Linked DNA regions of Mus musculus: all the other regions are linked to region 3. Evidence: chromatin contacts called from public promoter capture Hi-C data. All regions are on one chromosome and are shown on one strand. The core of a region is the stretch at or near the end of the contact, and the rest is flanking DNA. Distances in the headings are between cores, read along the strand shown. Region 1 holds the start of Zfp760 (zinc finger protein 760). Region 2 holds the start of Zfp229 (zinc finger protein 229). Region 3 holds the start of Zfp13 (zinc finger protein 13).

Region 1 (2,801 bases), core at 181-2,680, 1.9 Mb before region 3:
TCCTGTATTGAATTATCTCATCTTAAAAGGCATTACAGAATCCATACTGGTGAAAAGCCTTATAAATGTGATGTATGTGACAAATCCTTTAACCAGTGCTCAAGCCTTAAAACACATCAAAGAAGTCATACTGGGGAGAAGCTTTACAAATGCAATGCATGTGGAAAGTCATTTCCTCAGTTGTCAGCACTTAAAAGCCATCAGAAATTGCATACAGGAGAGAAGCCTTATAACTGTAAAGAGTGTGACAAATCCTTTATTCACTATGCCTCATATAGAAGGCATCAGGAAACTCATTCTCTAGAGAAATTATGCAAACACAAAGAATGTGGTAAGTACTTTCTTGAGTTATCACATCTTAAAACACTTTCCAGAATCCCTACTGGTGAGAAGCCTTACAAATGTGAGGTATGTGACAAATCCTTTATCCAGGACTCACATCTTAGACGACATCAGAGAGTTCATACTGGAGAGAGACCTCACAGATGTAAGGTGTGTGACAGATATTTTGCAAAGGGTTCAACTCTTCGAGCACATCAGAAAATTCATACTGGAGAAAAAAACGTAATAAAGCAATGATTGTGATATACCCTTTATCTAGCATACAAGTCTTAGAAGACATCAGAGAGTTCAGATTAAAGAGACCTTACATCTGTAAAGAATGTCACAAATCTTACTCGGTGCTCAACTCTAACAACACTTCAGAAAATTCATACTAAAGAAAAAAATACCCTTCTAAATAATGTGCCAGAGCATTTATCCGGTCTATACTTACAAATCACACCAGTATAAATAATATAAACATAAATATCTGGACATGGTGGTATAGAACTTTAATCCCAGCACTTGGGAGACAGTGCCAATTGGATCTGAGTTTTGAGTTTCAGGTTTTGGCTTGCCATTTTGTGTGTGTCCGTTGGGGATCGGACTCTGGCCTCTGAATTTAACCTGCTATTGTTTGATGTATGTAGCCCACAGGCTGCTAGTCAAGTCGAGACTATCTTGCATCTGAAAGGTTCCGAATCAAGAGTGTGGGGCAGGTTCTGGGGTGCAGTGTCCTACTAGATCCAGTTCTGGTCAAGGATGGCAGTGCTCATGGTGAGGCTGCGCAGAGAATGTGCAGAGCAGCCTGGCGTCTGGAGCTGTGTGGAAGGCAGCCTGAGACGGAGTGGGAGGGACCGGTCTCCACGGGGCGGGAAAACTGGTCTAGAAAAATAGAGCGAAGAGAAAACTAAAGCCCGCATGGAAGGCCTGGAAAACTCAATTGGACAAGGGATTTGAACCAGTGGGCTGGGTCAGAGAACCTACGTAACCGGAACCTATCTATAATAGGCGGACCCAAAGGCGGCTCCAGTGGCCGCAGGAGGGAGGGGCCGGAAAACCCTCCATTCTCTGAGAGGAAATCTTTGTTTAAGGGCTGGACGGCCGACACTGGCCAGAGTTTCAAGTAGATGTGAAAACTTCCTGCAGCCACTGGAGCCTCGTAGAACGGTCTGGGAGACTCGCCGGTCCGCACCACAGTGGCGGGAACCGCAGCCCGGCGATCCTAGCATCTCCCAGGTCAGAAGAGCTGTAGTAAACAGGTAGGAACTGGACCAGGGGCATGTTCAGTTTTCTGCTGCTCATAAGGATACCGTTTTCACAATTCTGGTGAAGGGTAATACCCTTGAAGATAAGTTTGAGAACATATGAAATGGGACACATGCTGATTTTACCATTTATCCGTGGTTTCCAGAATATTCTCAAGACTGTATCCCTTAGACTAATTGAGTTTATGTTTTGACCATTGAAAACACTATTCTTTTTGCTGTTATGCAAAAACTAAAACTGTTGGCATTTTCTAACGCCCTTGGTCTACCCGTTTCGTATTCAAGAGAGAGGAATTTGACATGGAGACTTTAAGGTCCCAGAGAGCTTGTTAACTACCAGCCCCATAAGGAGTAACTGCAGATTTTGATCAGTTTGTGGATTTTTTTTTTTTTTTTTTTTTGCTAAGCTACACAGTTATGTTTGTAAATTTTAACAATTCTTAAATAAAGGTTTTACTCATCACTCATTTTGCATTTGAGATGCATACACGCTGATGTGAATATAACAAATATGTGTTCTTATGCTGAGGTTTTAAGGCACACCTCAGGAGTCCAGAGAAGTACAGTATGCATGTTGAGAGTGAGGATAACAGGCCACACTGTTTACATTAGAAAACAGTATGTAATGGGACAAAGTTAGAAAGTATCTTTTCTGATGCAAGAAACACTCTGACAATGGACAAAGGGCAAACTGTTGCTTTGTAATTTCAGGGTTGTTGACATGCGGTGAACTTCTCTCAGGAAGAAGAGGAAATGCCTGGACCTCACTCATAGGGTTTTGTACTGAGATTGAATATTGCAGAATTGCAGCAGTCCTGTTTCTGTGAGTAACAATAGTCTCTTGCACTTTTCCTTGCTCCTCGGGGTTCCTGGGGAAATTACTCTGCATGTGTGTGAGCTGTGTGTGAATGAGATGAGCCTCACATCTCACAGAAGAAAGTGAAAGCCTCAGAGAAAAAGACAAAGTTTTCATGAAATTTCATCTGTTCTTCATGTTTGTTATTTTGGGATGTGTAAGGCTTCTTTCGTTTTTGTTCCATGATGAAACTAGATACTCAGTAGTTTATAATATCACTCCAGTAATACAGATTCATTTTTTTCCCTTGAGTTTTGATTGAGCTATGATTAGAAGTAGGATTCAAGTTATGGAAACTCAAAATGCTCCCTGAATATTTTCAGCATGCTGACCCTATGTAACAGTTGGGGGATCAT
Region 2 (2,704 bases), core at 69-2,568, 1.9 Mb before region 3:
TCATATTTTATTATTTCAGCATGTGAGAAGCAAAGGATAATTACTTGGCTTATTTTGTGAAATTGGTAACTCAGTGGGATGGCTTCCTTGGGAATCTTTTTCCCTGGGGGATATAACCCCCAAATATTTTACTTGATTTTTTTTAACACAAATTGTATGTTTGTTCTATTTTAGATTTGATCAGTCCAACACAAGTAGGCAGCATTGTAATTAGAGTCCTATTTTATGTGTGTTGATGCTGTGTTCATAAAATTTAGCCACTTAAGTGGCTGAAGAACTTAACTTTGTAGTTTCTACGAGAGGCACTTGGCCACGGAAGTATTTGTTTATGTTCTGCTTAAAGAGCAAAAGGGTTTTGTTGTCCCAGTCAGTAATGGGAATGACAAGGTTTTCCCATGAAGAACAGTGTCTTTACCCAAAGCAGTATGTGCCTGATGTCAAGTAAAGGGTGGGAGGGTCGAATTCCTTTCAATGTCTGTAAAGAAATTGATGCCTGCCAATGTGCTGTCAGAAAGCCTTTAAACAAAGAATCCCAAGATCAAAGCATCAAAGATTCAGGATGTTGATACTCCACGCGACCTGTGACATAAACACTGAAGACATATTGCTCTGAAGAAACAACAACAACACATACACACATAGACACACGCAAAGGGACATGCACAACGTTTACCAGGAAAATTAAGGAAGTCAAAAATGCCAGGAACAGATTACCAAGAAATATAGCCTATGTTTACTGAGAGCTTCTACTTTTTTTTTTTTTTTTCAAGACTGGATCTCGTTATGTAGCCCTGGCTGTGCTGGAACTCACTCTGTAGGCCAGGCTGGCCTTGAACTCAGGCCTGGCTCTGCCTTCTGAGTGCTGAGATTTTACAGGCTTGCAACACTACTGCCCAGTGAATTTCCTTTTTCCCCGTTACTTCATATTAAGTTTTCCTTAACACCTGGCCTTATTGGATTCATCTATTTAGTCCTCATTTTTCTCTCCACCCTTTGCTTGTGATTTCTTGATCTCCAGTCATTTTGTTCTGTCATTTTTAAGTTTCGTTCAGATATTTGAACCCTTTCTTTGGGCTTTCACGCCATTGAACAGTCTCTAGAACTGTTTTGTAGTCTGCCTCTAATTTGCCGTCCTTAGAGAACACTGCCCCCTTTTCACCCTTTCCCATGGCAATTGACATTTCTTAAGGTGTCTGCCGCCCAGTGGGCGTTGGATACTTGCAGTTTTCAGAACAACATAGCTGGGACCCTTGGGAAAGTAAACGGAACAGGAAGTAGGTGGGCGGGATTGGGTACGGTGAGAGGACACTTAATAGTGGGTGGGACCAGAGTAGGCAACATATTCCCAAAAGCGGGAGAGGGCCTCAGCAAAACTCGCCTTTCCCTCAGAAATTTCCGGGGACACCTAGTGCAGAATCTGGGCCAAGGACACTGCCCAGGGTCTTGCGGAGACGTGAAAACTCCCGAGAGCCGCAGGTGCCGCGCGGGGCATCCTGGTAGAGTCAGCAGCGCGGCGGCGGAAACCGCAGCCCGGCGGCCCTGGAACCTCCCAGGTCAGAGGCGCTGCGGGGCTGGAGCGGAGTAGGGTGTGATCGGTTTCTGGGCTACTCATTAGGACTCTGCTCTCATGAGCTCCTAAGAACTGGACAATTCCTGACTTTTTTTTTTCTTGTAAGGTTTTCAACATATTCTCTTAAAAATCTCACAATTCTCTTTGTTAGTTCGGAAAGAACAAAACACTTTAAATTATCCAAGCTTTTCAAGAGAGTAGCATTTAGAGCTGGTGGATTGTCAACCTAAAAAACTTGTTAGATATTAGTCACATAAGGATCGACAGAAGAATCACAAATATATTTTCACAAACTCCACAGTTATAGTTGTAATCATTAATATTTACTCTGTAGAATTTTATCACTAACTTGACATCTGAGATGCACACATTCTATGATGTAAATACAGTACTCAAAATCTTGTATTCCAGGTGAGGGTCTTAATGTTACATCTTAGAGTCCAGAAAGTCACCTTATGCATGCTGAGTGTGAAGATATCAGACCCTACAGTATGTTCAGTGACAAAGCACCACAGTAGAAAGGACCTTTGCATAACTGTGGCTGCTTACTTACTTCAGAAAACAGTCTCCAATTCAATGTGCCCTTGGTTCATAACCTGCACTTTACTCAAGGGCAGGTGGCCAAAGTGTTGCTTTTTATTTCAGGATTTGTTGATCTCCAGTGATGTGGCTGTGGACTTGTCCCAGGAAAAGAGGGAATGCCTACACTCTCTTCACGGGGCTTTTTGCATAGAGACTTCATGTTAGAATTAAAGTGGGATAAGGTAGAAAAGACCATTTATTTGATACTGAATTACTGATTTATTGAATGATTTACTTAAAGCACTGCTGTAGTGTTCTGCAACTTCATCTTGCTACTTGGAACAGAATGACCTGGAGAGGTGGCGGAAACAAAAGTCTTGCCCTTACCTACCTTACCCGCAAAGCTTACATCTGTCAGCTGTAACCTGCATTTGAAAAACCTCCAAGCTAACTGCCTTGATGCTTCAGGGAAGTCCTGCTTACTTTCCTTCTGGCCCCACCTTGTGCTTATAGACTATAAAATGCATATAGGAACTGGCCTGGAGACCAGGCCTTTCAGAGCTCTCCCACCTTTGGTCCATCTGTGACATCTATTCTTTCACTGGCAGTGGT
Region 3 (2,710 bases), core at 167-2,666:
GGGTGTTCTCGCTTCATGGACCACAGGAGTCATCAGTTACAGGCTCACAAACTGCTTACAGACGACTCACACACTCATTATCTCCTTCGAGCCTACCAGTGACCTAGTAAGACAAGTGGGAGTGAGTCAACTTTACACACAGCACAAGTAGTTCCCACAGAGCAGGGCTGCCCAAGGTAACACACCAGGCCTGAGGCTGAGTCAGAATCCTCTAGCTCCAAGACCGGGAGTCCAAGCCTGGACCCACAAAGATGGCGATTACACACACACACACACACACACACACACACACACACACGCACGCACACACCTAGTAACAGGCAGAACTAGAACTTGGACACAGAGAGGTAAGCTATGAGGAGGTGCAACCCAAGAGAAAGAAAGTGGGCAGTAGAGGACTTTCCTGTGTTCTGTGGGCACTATGCCCCTTACTGGACAGAACAAAACCAGTTACACTGAAAAGACCAGTTGGAAGCTATTTTCCATGATTACACCTCTTCTCCCACAGTGACTCTCATGCTTCCTTTTGTCCAGACACAGGTTTTGAAAACACCCTCTCCTACAGTTCAAGGCATCCCTCCCTAGCTAGGATCCCAGGATACCTCATGGGATTTCTCCTCGTTCTCAGTAGCCGCGATGCTTTGACTGTCTGCAGACATCTTCCACTTCAGAGCCAGGAAAAACAGCAAATGGTTCTTTCCCTTGCTAGTCGAGCCCCGTCCAGGTTTTAGCCAAGAACCTGGAAAAGAGGAAAGTAATCACTACCGTAGGAACACTTCCAAAGTGTCCAGCACTCCCCATGCCTGACCACAGTGCATACGAAGTCTGCCAGCCCCTACGGTGCCCCGCGGTGAATGATATTTTCTGGTTTCTCGGAAAGGAATGGTATTGTCCCCTTTGTCACTGAAGCAAGAGCCCTAAATCTCAGTGAAGCCAGGTGATGGCAAGTGAGGGCTGAATCAGGGCTTCTTGTCAATGAGGTGCAGAAACTTCTGCGGAGAGCCTGCCAAGGAGGCGCCAGTGCGTTGATGCCTGCTGTGTGCCCCAGCCGGACACAGAGCTTCGCCTGAAACCCACAAATTAGCTGCCACCGTCAGCCGTTCTCTCAAAGCTGCAGCTTCCCACCTGGGAACGATCATCGTGGTCGTGGTCTGGGTGGTACGTGTCCTCATCTTCCCAATCCTGGGTCCAGCCCCTTCATTATCGCTTGCCAGCATTCCACCTTTGACCCTGCCCCCTTCTGCAAGCTGACTGCACGAGCCGATTTCCATGTGCCTTCCCTAGCATCCCCTTCACACAAGGAGGAAACAAAGGAGACCCGGGGGTGAAGGTGGGAATGGAGACCCCCTCCCTAGAGTGAAACCAGTGTCTGCAGCCAGAACAGAACGGATGGAGAAGCCCGGTGGAGGCTGGGATTAGGGACAACAGGAAGTTCCTTCCAGATCCCATTCCCCAACTCAGCTGTAGCTTTACAGAGTTCCCAGATTTGAGGGTTCCGGTCCTGGGGTCCCTTGCCTCTGCTGCACCTGCTTTTGGCTTGGGAGAAAGTGTCAGTGCTGGCTCTCAACGCTTACTATACCCAACGGTATCTATAAACACGAAACAGAAAAAACGGAAGATGCTCTGAGCCTTGTGGCACATGCCTTTAATCCCAGCACTCGAGTGGCAGAGGTAGGCAGATCCTTGAATCCTTGAGTTCGAGGCCAGCCTCGGCTACAGGGCGAGTTCCAAGACAGCACAGAGAAACTGTCTCAAAAACAAAACATAATTTCTGGTGTTTTGTGACTCAAAGACAGCACTGTAGTCATCATAACGGAGCAGCATTATTGCGCTGAATGGAAGGAGCAGAGCCATTCTCTCTCGCACACCACACCCACACATCAGAAGGTCTTTTACTCCTCTGGAGCACTTTGGACCCTCCCAAACTGGCAGAGTGCTCCATCCCTGAGTGCACTTAGGAAACAGGATGAGACTCTCTGTAGCCCACCCTGATGCCTACCTGTCTACAAGATGGGAGAGGAATTGGATTTTAAAAGAATCATTTAGGCTCGATAATAGAGGCGTATGGAGACTGACCCAGGGTGAATTTGAGAGAGGGGGAGGTATGGGGGATGAGTATAGTTCAACTACATTGTACAGAACTCTGAAGAACTAGATAAGATATCATGGATTTGTTGTCTCCGCTATGTAGCCCTAGCTTCCCTGGAACTCACTATATAGACCATGCTGTCCTCTAACTCTCAGAGATCTGAAGATACTATGGTTTTTAAAAGACAGAGAGTGGGGTGGAGGGGTGGAGTGATGGCTCAGAGGTTTAGAGCATTGGCTGCTCTTCCAGAAGACTTATGTTCAATCTCTAGCACCCACGTGGTGGTATTCCTAGCAGATCTGACACCCTCTTCTGAATTCCAAGTGTCTTGCACCCACATGCCACACAGACATATATACAACAAAATATAATAACTTTTAAATAGGGGCTGATTCAGTTGTCCAAGATCCTGATGCTACCTTCAGACCTGGGGAACTAAGGCTCTAAGGGGGAAGAAAGTGACTGTGCTTCTCATTCCATCCAGAACAGGTCATAGCAGTGTTAGGAGAGGGGTGGAGTCTTAGCCTGAGAACACTTCCTGGGGCGGAATGGTCTGCAGGAATTCATCCTGTGCCTGCTGGCTACAGCTCATCACTCATCGAGTCTTTTGAGACTGGATCT

What was found. Promoter capture Hi-C pulls out the DNA fragments that hold promoters and counts their contacts.
Region 1: a contact with region 3 is called in a promoter capture Hi-C map of cranial neural crest. The contact joins the promoter of Zfp760 here to the promoter of Zfp13 in region 3. A contact is called at or near these places in 4 of 39 promoter capture datasets (the 3T3-L1 cell line, cranial neural crest, hippocampal neurons and 1 more) and 2 of 115 datasets of contacts at active chromatin or transcription factors (astrocytes and pancreatic cancer cells).
Region 2: a promoter capture Hi-C map of stem cell-derived epiblast-like cells shows a contact between it and region 3, with 4 times the contacts expected there. The contact joins the promoter of Zfp229 here to the promoter of Zfp13 in region 3. A contact is called at or near these places in 3 of 39 promoter capture datasets (cranial neural crest, embryonic stem cells and stem cell-derived epiblast-like cells) and 1 of 484 Hi-C or Micro-C datasets (embryonic stem cells).

Annotation. Positions count from the first base shown.
Region 1 is chr17:21,706,311-21,709,111 of GRCm38.p6, forward strand. It overlaps Zfp760 (zinc finger protein 760), which reads left to right and starts at 1,431. Exons shown (of 6, transcript NM_001008501.2): 1 at 1,431-1,583; 2 at 2,301-2,412.
Region 2 is chr17:21,732,406-21,735,109 of GRCm38.p6, forward strand. Zfp229 (zinc finger protein 229) reads left to right here and starts at 1,319. Exons shown (of 6, transcript NM_001164676.1): 1 at 1,319-1,553.
Region 3 is chr17:23,584,836-23,587,545 of GRCm38.p6, forward strand. Zfp13 (zinc finger protein 13) reads right to left here and starts at 1,417. Exons shown (of 6, transcript NM_001356268.1): 1 at 1,126-1,417; 2 at 603-739. The coding sequence starts at 659.